2 separate regions of the Sus scrofa genome follow, and region 1 is linked to region 2. The links are chromatin contacts, called in public HiChIP or PLAC-seq maps. All regions are on one chromosome and are shown on one strand. Each heading gives the region's core, a stretch centred on a gene start, on an enhancer-like site or on the middle of the called end of the contact. The rest is flanking DNA. Distances are from core to core; before and after follow the strand shown. Region 1 holds the start of PRCD (progressive rod-cone degeneration protein). Region 2 holds the start of ST6GALNAC2 (alpha-N-acetylgalactosaminide alpha-2,6-sialyltransferase 2).

Region 1 (5,024 bases), core at 437-2,936, 38 kb before region 2:
AAAAAATAAATCCGCTCCAACCCCTCCAGCCCGCGTCCGCGAGCCAGTTCCGGCAAGGTGAAGGCTGGGCGGGGTGGGGGCGACGCGGCGGGCACCCGCCCGCCCTCCTCGCCACCGCGGAGTTGGACCGCCGGGTGGGGCTGGGGCGTGGGCGTGGCGAGGGGGCCGGGGGTCTCGGCAGGAGGGGGCGGTCACGCGGCGCAGGGCCGCGCTGGCCACGCAGGAGTGCGCCGCGGCGGGTGCGGGTCTGGGGGCCCCGGTCCCCGCTCCCCAGACGGGCGGTGTCGGGGCGTGTGCGTGTGAGCACCCTTCCCGCGGCGGGGAACTGACTCGAAGTCAAACACTGCCAGGCATTTGCGGCGTGGCCGCCCGCCCGCCCGCCCGCGACCCGAGCTGAGCTCCCCCTCGCTCCCGGCCTCTCCCGGGCCAGCCGCTGGGGTCCGCGGCGCTCTCGCCCGGGCTCCGGACCCCAGACTCCGGAGGGGTTAGAGGAAGAACCCTAGAGGAAAACACCGCCGCGGGGATGAGGAGGGGGCGGCTGTCAAACTTGATCACCAGAGGCCTGCGCCCCCCCTTTCCTTCCCGCCAGCGCTCCTTCCCCTCGGAGCAGCACGTGGCCTCAGAAAGAAGGCCCCGGGTGGCTTGTAAATGACACAGGCAGGCCCAAAGCAGGGGGCGAGTGGCCCCTAATACCAGCCCAGGCGGAGCAAAGTCCCAGGCACCCCAAACCTGGGTTGGGGGGGAGCGGTGTGAAGAAGTCTCGGGAGGCCCAGGCCGCTGGAGACATCGTAGCCAGCAAGGCCCCGATTAGGGAAGGGTTCTGTGGATGGAATCCCGTGTCCACCACAGAATTGCTCTTCTCCGGGAGGTGGGACCACCATTAGACTAGAGGTGGGGACTGCGTCTCTGAGAGCCACCCAGTCCCCACCCTGCAAGCAGCTGCTCAGTCCCGGTATGGCCGGGTCCCACCTCTGAGTCCCAGTTGAAGCCTGAGGCCCACAGCGGCGGCTGCAAGCGGCTGAAACACGTGACCACGCATGCGGGGTGTGTCCAGTTCTCCCCAAGGCTCCCTGGTGATCCTGCCCTTTCCAGCTCTGTGTCCACTGCTCCAGTAGTGCAAGAGGTGGTGGCTCCTCTTTGGCTCTGCTTTATGTGCCTATTTTAAAAAACCTATTTCAGGAGTTTTCTTGTGGCGCTGTGGGTTAAGGATCTGGTGTGGTCATTGCAGCAGCTTGGGGTGCTGCTGTGGCACAGGTTTGATCCCTGGCCCTCGAACTCCCCTATGCCACAAGCGTGACGAGAAAAAATACCCTATGTCAGAACAGAGAGCCCTGGCACAGCCCCAGCTCGGGCCTCGCTGGAGCCCAGCGTTCAGGTCCTTTACTGGAACCCAGGGCAAGAGGCCTCTTGTGGCTCAGAGCTCAGCTGAGAGAGGGAAAATCCAGTGCCCCCTTCTGGGGTCTTAGAGAGGGATTGAGGAGGGTTGGTGGGCTCAGCTTCTTTCACTAGTCTCAGACCCATGTCCTGGCTTTTTTTTTTTTTTTGCTTTTTTGGACCACACTCTTGGCACATGGAAGTTCCCAGGCTAGGGTACAGTTGCTGGCCTACAGCACAGCCACAGCAATGCAGGATCTGAGCCGTGTCTGTGACCTACACCACCGCTCACGGCAACGCCAGATCCTTAACCCACGAGCAAGGCCAGGGATGGAACCCACAATCTAGTGGTTCCTAGTTGGATTCATTTCCATTGCACCACAATGGGAACTCCGCCACGTCCTGGCTTTTGATCTGTGCTCTGCACGTCACCTGGACCAGGACACTGTGCTGGGTCCCCCCACTCAACTCCTCTGACGGGCTCAGAGCCAGCACCATGGCCTTCCAAACAGCTCCCTGAGAGGTTCCACCCAGAAGTGGACAGGAAGTAGGAGAAATCTTATTTCTGCTTGCTTTTATCTCATCCTTTACAAGTTCTATGGGTGTCGCTGGTAGAGGACTGTGTCTGCACGGTAACAGAGCATATAATTTATAAGTGGATGTGTGTATCTATTACACTTACATTCTGCCCTTTGCTGAAGAGGACGTGTAATCAGAAGTGTGTGGAAAAGATTGTCCTGGGGTCAGGAGTGAACCACTTAGCCAGCCCTTCACTCCCTGGCCTCTCCTGTCTTCCTGGCTTCATCATCTATATTCTCCTCCCCCCCCCATGACGTCATTGCCCCACCAATACTCAACTTCCAGTTGCTGCAACATGCCAGGCGCTTTCATGCCTACAGCCCCGGCAGAGTCTTCTGTCCGCGGGCCCATCCTTCCTTGAGCCCCTGCAAACTCAGAACAACCCGGCTTCTCTCTGAAGCTTCCCCTGATGCTCACGACTCCCAGAGTGCTCTGTAGGCGCCTTAACCGCCTAGATCTCCCAGTTGTGCTCATCGGTTTAACTTGCCAGGGCGTTTGTCTAGACCGCAAGCCCCTTGAGGGCCAAGCCCAGGGCTTAGTCATATCCCCACCCAGAGCAGACTGAGGTCAAGATACCCTGCCGCTGCCCACTGCCGGGGGAAAACCTGGGCCCAGTGAGGTTAATCGGTCTTCACAAGGTCGGGTCTGCTGACCCTGCTAATCAGCTTGAGCCTCCTAATCCATCGCCAGCAGGAACCTCGGGACAAAGGCAGTGGCTCGTGAGAGCTGGCAGGGGCCATCTTGGCCTTCTTCTGCGCCTGGGTCTCAGAGGGGATGGGGCAGCTGAGCCATGTGCACCACCCTCTTCCTGCTCAGCACCTTGGCCATGCTCTGGCGCCGCCGATTCGCCAACCGGGTCCAACCGTGAGAACCTGGCTGGGCCGTGGGCTGGGGCGGGGGAGAAACCGCTGGGCTGGGTTATAGCCGAGCTGCGGACTGCAGGGGTCAGGGGCTGCATGGACTCCCGGGAGGCTGGGAGTACAAGGGGCACCCCCGAGAGTCTCCCCTTCCAAGGAGGGGGCGCTTGGAGCTCTTCAAAGACACGGGGCACAACCTCTGGTCCCACAGCCCAACGTGGCTTAGGCTTAGGTCTCGCAGAGAAGCAGGAGAGGGGGCGGGGGTCCGGGCGCTGCCCACAGCCCTGCCTGCCTCTTTCCCTCCCGCAGAGAGTCCAGTGGAGTAGATGGGGCAGTCTCGGGCAGCGGTTTGGAAACAGACCTCCAACCCTCAGGCAGGTAAGACTCAAGAGTCTGGGGCGGGGGAGGGAGGGTGTTGCTAAGGACACGGCCGCTGTCCCCTGTCCAGGCCTGGGGGGTGTACGTGGGGACGTGCGTGTGTGCGTGCCCCTGGCCCCAGCTACCCGGTTCCCTGCATGCCTAGGGCTTTCTTCAGTTGGGGATGGGAGGCCCCAGCCTCTCTTCGGAACCCAAACTGCTCTGCCTCGCTCGTCCGAGTGCAGGTGGTCCCCGGGGTCCCTTCTCTTGGAAGGCGCAGGGGGAGTGGAGAGAGGGGTGAGGGAGAAGCCGCTTTGCGTGGCTTTGCTGCCTTCCCCTCCCCCTCCCGCTGCCGCTGCCCCCACCCGCTCAGCAGCTCCGCGGCCTGAACCTCCGGCAGGATTCGCTGTCCAGGCCCCAATAGGAGGCCCAGGAGGAGCATGACGTCATCAGCACTGCGTGCCATTGGCTGGGCAGCCCCTGCGGGCAGGACGCTGTCTCCAGTGGCCAGAAAGTTAACTCTTGCCTAGGCTGAAGCCATGTGGCCTTTAGAAGGGGGTGAAGTTTGGGGAACTTCAGGATTTCCTCCCTCTCCGGGTGCCTAGTGTCCTTTGAGGACAGGAGATCCGTGCCCGACACAACACGGGAAAATTGGCAAATATGTACCAAGAACCTACTGTTGGAAATGCTCTTTTGCGCCCGTGGGTGCTCTTCTCTGCTCAGGAAGCTCCTGCGAGGCCCTTGGCCTTTGGACTGCAGGGTCTGGAAGGAGGCTGCTCCCCATAGAGCTCTGGCGGCTGGGACAGGCATGCTCGCTGTGCACCCCACTCTCTGCCAGGCTGTGGGAGGTACCCCACGGAGCCCCTTAGGTACCTGGAGCCTGGCGAGCCGAGAACTGGGGCCTCCCTCTGTCTCTGGCCTGACTTCTCGGTCCCTGGATTCCCCCAGGTTCGGAATGTCCAAAGGCCCCCCCTCGAAGTTTAGGGTAAGTGCAGAAGACAGGGTCATTTCTGTGATGCCTTTCCTGGACACCTAGGCTAGTTGAGAGGGTCCCCGGGGAGCCTGATTGCTGCCACTGGTGAAATGGGCTGACACGTAAAAACAATCGTTTTACACGACTGGGCCTCACGCGTAGGAGGCCCTCAAAGGCTGAAGGGTCCTCCCTGTTGCGTTTGGGGGGAGCTGGAGTGGGGCAGCCTGAGTTTAAATCCTACTTCCCCTCTCATTGAGAGACTGTGGGCAAATGATATAATCTTTTGATGTGTAAACTGGCATTAATCACAGTGGTTACGAGGGTTTGGGGAGATTTAAATGAGATAATGATGATAGAACCCTAGCACAGAGCAACTGTTCCGCAAACACCAGATCTTGCCTTGCTGTTAGGTGACCAGCCCTTTCTCCTTCCCCAGAGGTTTCGCATACATGAACTGAAGGCTCAATGGCCCCAAAGCTTTGGCAGTTCAAATCTCTTGTTCATGGCGCAGGAAGCCAAGGGACAGGGAGATATAAATTACTTGCTCCAGGCGGTCCTCCCAGCTGGGGGCTGATGTGAGACTGACAGGTCCCTGCCTCAGACAGTCCATCTCCTTGACAGACATGAAATGTGCCTGGACCTCCTGTCAGGAGAGAAAAGGCCAAATCTGGGACCATCTGGCCAGGCCTGGTCTGGCGTGGCCTTGCCAGGAGGAAGCAGTCGCCCATTAACTCCTTGGAACCCAGCTAACAGGAAAGACTGGCCTGTTGGGGCCGCCATGGAGGGCTGGCTCCGGGTGGCAGCAGGGGTGGCGCTCTGCTCTCCAACTCCAAGGCTTCTTGGTGCTCCTGCTTCTCGATGGTGGGGTGAACGACGGGCTTGGG
Region 2 (5,234 bases), core at 968-3,467:
GCGGCTCGGATCCCCCCCGCGTTGCTGTGGCTCTGGCGTAGGCCGGTGGCTGCAGCTCCGATTCAACCCCTAGCCTGGGAACCTCCATATGCCGCGGGATCGGCCCAAGAAATAGCAACAACAACAACAACAACAACAACAACAAAAGACAAAAAGACAAAAAAAAAAAAAGAAGAAGAAGAAGATGAAAGATCTTTTGTGTGTTTTTGTTTTTTGGTTGCACCCACAGCCCAAAGCATGTGAAAGTACCCAGGGATCAAACCTGCACCACAGCAGTGACCTGAGCCACAGTAGTGATAACGCTGGCTCCTTGACAGTTTAGGCCACCGGGGACACTGAAAGATTTTTTTTTTTTTTTTTTTTTTTTGCTTTTTAGGGCTGCTCCCGTGGCATATGGAGGTTCCCAGGCTAGGGGTCCAATTGGGGCTGCAGCTGCTGGCCTACATGACAGCCACAGCAACATCAGATCCCAGCCGTGTCTGTGACCTACACCCCAGCTCCCAGCAGTGCCAGATCCGTAACCCACTGAGTGAAGCCAAGGATCAAACCTGCAACCTCATGGTTCCTAGTCAGGCTTCTTAACTGCTGAGCCACAAGGGGAACTCTGAAAGATCTTTTAAAAAGCTTTGTTGCAGTATAATGGATGTTTACTTTAGCAAACTTGATATGTATATGTTTATATTAGTTACCTTCAGTTGCTGTTCATATGCATTTCAGAGTATCTTTACACAAAACTTGACAAGGATCCCCTTTCTTAATACCCTCAATCCTTTTCAGCCCTTCTCCTTATGCAGTTTCTGACACCAAGGAGATTAAGTAACTTCAGGTATCACTGGCTGGAGCTCCTTTTGTTTTAAAGGGACTGGACTGATAATCAGTTGCAAGCCTGTTTCATATTGTTTTGCAACTTTGGATGCCCTTTCACCTTGTTTCCCTAGAGCAGATACTAATTTTGCTCTCATTGGTTGTGCCTGGAACCAGGACTGGGCTGGTGGGAAAGCAGCTGGAGGGGAAAGCCCGGGCCCAGAGGCCTCCACACGAGGTGCCCTAGCGGCCTGACAAACCCAGACTCTGGGCACAGCTCGGTTTGCCCTCCAGAAGTAAAGCTAAATCCTTTCGAGGTTTCTTCGGTAATTGGAACCATCACCTACCCAAGGCAGGCTCTCCAATGAAAGGACGGTGCCCAGGGTCAGCGGGAGGCAGTGGAGCAGAGCGCAGGAGGCGGCTCAGGGAGGGGAGTTTGGAGGGAGCCCAGAACGGGCCCTTGTCCGCCGTTTCAATAGATCGAGCCCAGGCTGAGCTTACCAAAGTAAACAGCCGAGCAGAGCGCGGGGAGAGAAGGGAGCCGGATGTGGGGAGGCCAGAGACCAGGGCCCGTGGGAGAGGCGACCTGCCGCAGCGCCGCTGCGGAGCCCGCCAAAGTTGGAATCGGAAGCCTGGGGTCCCAGCCCCCAAAATAGAGTCTGAACAATGTGATGTTGGCGAGAGAGAATTTGTGGCAAAAAGGAGACTGTTTTTATCTGATTCGGATGTCCCAGCGAAATGTGGACGATAGGAAGGGTTTCTAATCAGGGCTGGAGGGAAGTTAACGCCAGACTCGGGAGCGGATCGCTGGTGCCCACAGCCCGAGGTCCCTCTCGGACCTGGCAGAGGCTGTGCAGCCCGGGCAGCACGAGTTTAACGCCGGGGTGAAGGCTCAAGGCGCTGGGAACAGAGGGCCGCTGTGCCCTTGAATGGGCGTCCTGCGCGTCCCCTGCGCCCTCCCCGACGGGTCCCGCGCGGCAGCCCCTACCTGGCTCCGGACCTGTGCTCCGGGTACGACTCCACCGCCGAGGAGTACAGGGCGACGAAGATCCCCGAGCAGGCAGCGGTGAGCAGGAGCAGCAGCCAGAAGAGCGGCCCGCGCGGGAGCCCCATGCAGCCCCGGCCCGCGGGCGTCCGGTCGGCCGCTGTCCCGGGCGGAGGGGAGAGACCCGGGTGGCCGGGCCGGACTACCGGAGTCGGCCGGCCCCGCGGCGCCTCTCCGCCCCGCCGCTCCCTCTCTGCCTGCGCGGGGCCGCCGGCCGCCGCCGCCGCACCCTCGGGGGCTGCGCGGCGGGTCTCGGAGGCGAGAGTGCGGCCCCGGCGCTCGGAGCTGCCCGCGCCCCTCTGCCGCTGCCCTCTGCCCGAGGGGCTTGGACGGCGGGCGCTCCCGCCCGCGCCCAGCCCAGGACGCCGCGAGCCGGGGCTGGGCAGGGCGCTTTCCGGTGCCGTCAAGGGCGGGCGGGCGCGCGCGGTCCGGGGGCTGCGGGGCGCGGGGAGACGCCGCCACCTGGCGCGTGGGCTGAGCACTGCGCCCTCCCGGGTCCCAGCCCGCGGCTTCCCGCCGCCCACGAGGCCCTTTGCCGGGGAGGGGGGCGGGGTGGAGGCGCAAACCCCAGCGGCTCAGACCCGGGGTGGAGCTCGAGAGGACGACGGAGGGGGTCTGTCGGGACGGGATGGGTGGGGGCGCTGAGCTGTTTACCCCGCTCTTTTGGGGACTGGCCAGGCTCCCCAGGCGTTGCGTGCCTGTGACCTCAGCATCCCAGAGACACCTGTAAGGTGTAGCAGGGGCTGCGCGGTCGGGAAGGGCCGGGGCGCTCGGCGCTCATGCCTCGAAGCGGGGGCCGCCTGGGGAGTGAGCAGTCTAAGTAAGACACCGTAGTCTCCAGTGGGCAGCGTCCTGGCCTTAGACGTCAGAAGACTGTGAAGTAGCCCAACTATCAGGAACTGCGAGCCGGAGAGGGACCCGCTCTTGGCCACTGGCTTTCTGCGCCCCCCGGTTCTTTACATATCGGGGCCAGTCTGGGTGCAGCCACAGGCGTCCGTCCAGTTGCAGTGCTTCCCGCAAAGCTTCCTGAGGCCTTGCCTCCAGTCGGGAACGGGTCATCCGGGCTCAGTTCTCACAAATTTTGAAACTACAACTTGCTACCCTGCTGATGGACACTGCTTAGAACCGATGGTTCCTGTCTTATCTTTTAATCTTTATGGTTTTCAATCGCCCTTGAACAGCACCTCCTCCCATCTCCTGGTGGCGGATGAAACCTCAGACCTCTCTCCGAGCCCCCAAATCCCTCACCTACCCCTCCCTCTCAGTGAAAGCCTCACAGACCTCATGAAATAAAAGGGATTTACCATTAATGTCACCAGCTTTCCCTCTTCAAACCTACAGACTTGGCCTCCACGCAGCCCAGCCTCCACCTGCCTGGACTCCAGCGGCTGGTTGGGGAGGGCTCTCGTCCTGTGTGGGGTGACCCTCCCCCATCCGTGTTGAGGATTCAGATCCACCTCCAGTGCCTAAAAGGCAATACCGCACTCAGACAGGGCCTCCTGTCCCCCACCTGGGCTTCTCCTTCCTGCCTGCAGTCTCTCCACCCTCCACTGTCTCCCAGCAGATCAGCCCTCCCCCCAAAACTATCTTTCCTATCCAGCCAGGACCCTGGCTACTCTCATTGTAACCCAGATTTTCTTGTGTTCCCGGCTTTCTGCCCAGAAGACACCCCCCCCCCAACCTGGATCCACACTCTGACCCGCCTTGCAGCTTCCCCTGTTGCCACCTCCCCGGTGTCTCATTCCAGGGTAGAAGGGGACATGTCACCACGCCAGCCGATGCCTTGTCCTTGCTTAGCTCCAGCTCTCAACCTGCTCCACAATGATTCCAGAACGTTACCTCTTTCCTCAAGCCTCCTCTTATCCCTGCTGTGCCTCTGAGAGGGGGGCTCCAGCTCTTCATGCCCCTAGCTACAAAGTCATCTTCTGGCCGGAACCGTGTAGGCGCTGAGGTTTACCCTGTGTTCCAGCCAAGGGGTCCTCCTGTGGACACTGGCAGAAGACAAGGGACTCCAGGGTCAGAGACCAAGGACTTGATCACTCCTGGCACAGCGAGCAGCACAGGCTTCACGACTGGGCCGCCGCCTCTGCCCCTCAGACCCTGAGAAGGTGGCAGAGGGACCCAGGAGGGTCCACACAGCGGTTTTGCTGCACACACCATGGGTTTGCAGCACCGCCGAGGAGCCCTAACAAGGAGAACCGGAATCTTTTACAGTGAGCTGCGGGTGAACCTGCCCTTGCCCTAGTGGGAGCCACTGAAGATTATGCTGGAAGTAGGAAAACCCACCCTCTGCTCCAGACGGGGTCACTCTCCATATCTTTCCAGACTGTTTGCTGCATACCATCATTCTTGGAAAGATAGTCTGGGGCAAAAGACAGTGCCTCTGCTCACGGGTGCAAAAACGTGACGACCCCCTGAGGCCTCCCGATGCCTTCAAGCCCACGCACCTTCACCTGCGTCCCTCCAGGCTGGCCTCGAGTGAGAGCCAGCCTCTCGGCTGTGTGTTCCCGCTTCTTGGGGTCTTGCTTCGGCAGCCATCCCCTCCCTCTCCACAGGGCCCTTATCCCCACCGGTGAACATGGCCCCAAGTATCTCATCCTAAAGAGCAAAGCAAAACAAAGCCAAGCAAAAACCTCTTTTGAGTTGACACTTTTCTTAGCTACCCTTTCCTTTCCATCCTTGCTCTTGGTGGGAAGTCCATGCTGTCTCCATTTCTGTCTGAATCTGGTGTCTTTACCTACTTCACCACTGCAACTGTCCCCATTGAGGCCACCAGGGCCCTCATCATCCCCAGTGGAACTACAGAGCAGGCAATTGCCAGTTCTAGTCCTGCTACATCCGCCTCTGAATTTGAATTTGGAAAAAAAACCGTATTCCCCTCAGGGCTACTTTTAAGTCTTTGTTAAATCCAACATCTGGCTACTCCCACAAGGTAATTCCTGCTGCCTTCCTTTTTCCGGTGTAAGAGTTGAGTCATGTTTTCCTGTGCGGACCTGAAACAGACTGCCAGATATTTTTCCAGCAAGACAGTTTTATTTGGGAGTTCCCACTGTAGTGCGTGGGTTAAGGACCTGACTACAGTGGCTTGGGTCACTGCAGAAGCACAAGTTCAATTCTCGACCTGGGAGCTTCCATGTGCTGTAGGTGCGGCCAAAAAAAAAAAAAAAGGTTAAGTAGATCTACTGTCTAGCACAGAGAGCTGTACTCAATACCTTATAACCTATAATGGAAAAGAATCTAAAAAAAGAATTTTATATATTTACTATAAAACTGAATCACTTTGCTGTACATTTGAACATAACACAACATTGTAAATCAACTACACTTCAACAAAAAAATAAATAAAAACGTGGAGTTCCCGTTATGGCTTAGGGGGTTAAGAATC

The links. HiChIP or PLAC-seq counts read pairs in DNA pulled down with a chosen protein or histone mark.
Region 1: an H3K27ac HiChIP or PLAC-seq map of skeletal muscle shows a contact between it and region 2. The contact joins the promoter of PRCD here to the promoter of ST6GALNAC2 in region 2. A contact is called at or near these places in 5 of 47 Hi-C or Micro-C datasets (epiblast stem cells, fetal liver, heart right ventricle and 1 more) and 1 of 2 datasets of contacts at active chromatin or transcription factors (skeletal muscle).

What each region holds. Positions count from the first base shown.
Region 1 is chr12:4,973,356-4,978,379 of Sscrofa11.1, reverse strand. It overlaps PRCD (progressive rod-cone degeneration protein), which reads left to right and starts at 1,686. Exons shown (of 5, transcript XM_013989871.2): 1 at 1,686-2,817; 2 at 3,120-3,188. The coding sequence starts at 2,744. It overlaps CYGB (cytoglobin), which reads right to left and starts at 1,135. Exons shown (of 4, transcript XM_021066574.1): 1 at 1-1,135.
Region 2 is chr12:4,935,652-4,940,885 of Sscrofa11.1, reverse strand. It overlaps ST6GALNAC2 (alpha-N-acetylgalactosaminide alpha-2,6-sialyltransferase 2), which reads right to left and starts at 2,217. Exons shown (of 9, transcript XM_003131177.5): 1 at 1,793-2,217. The coding sequence starts at 1,917.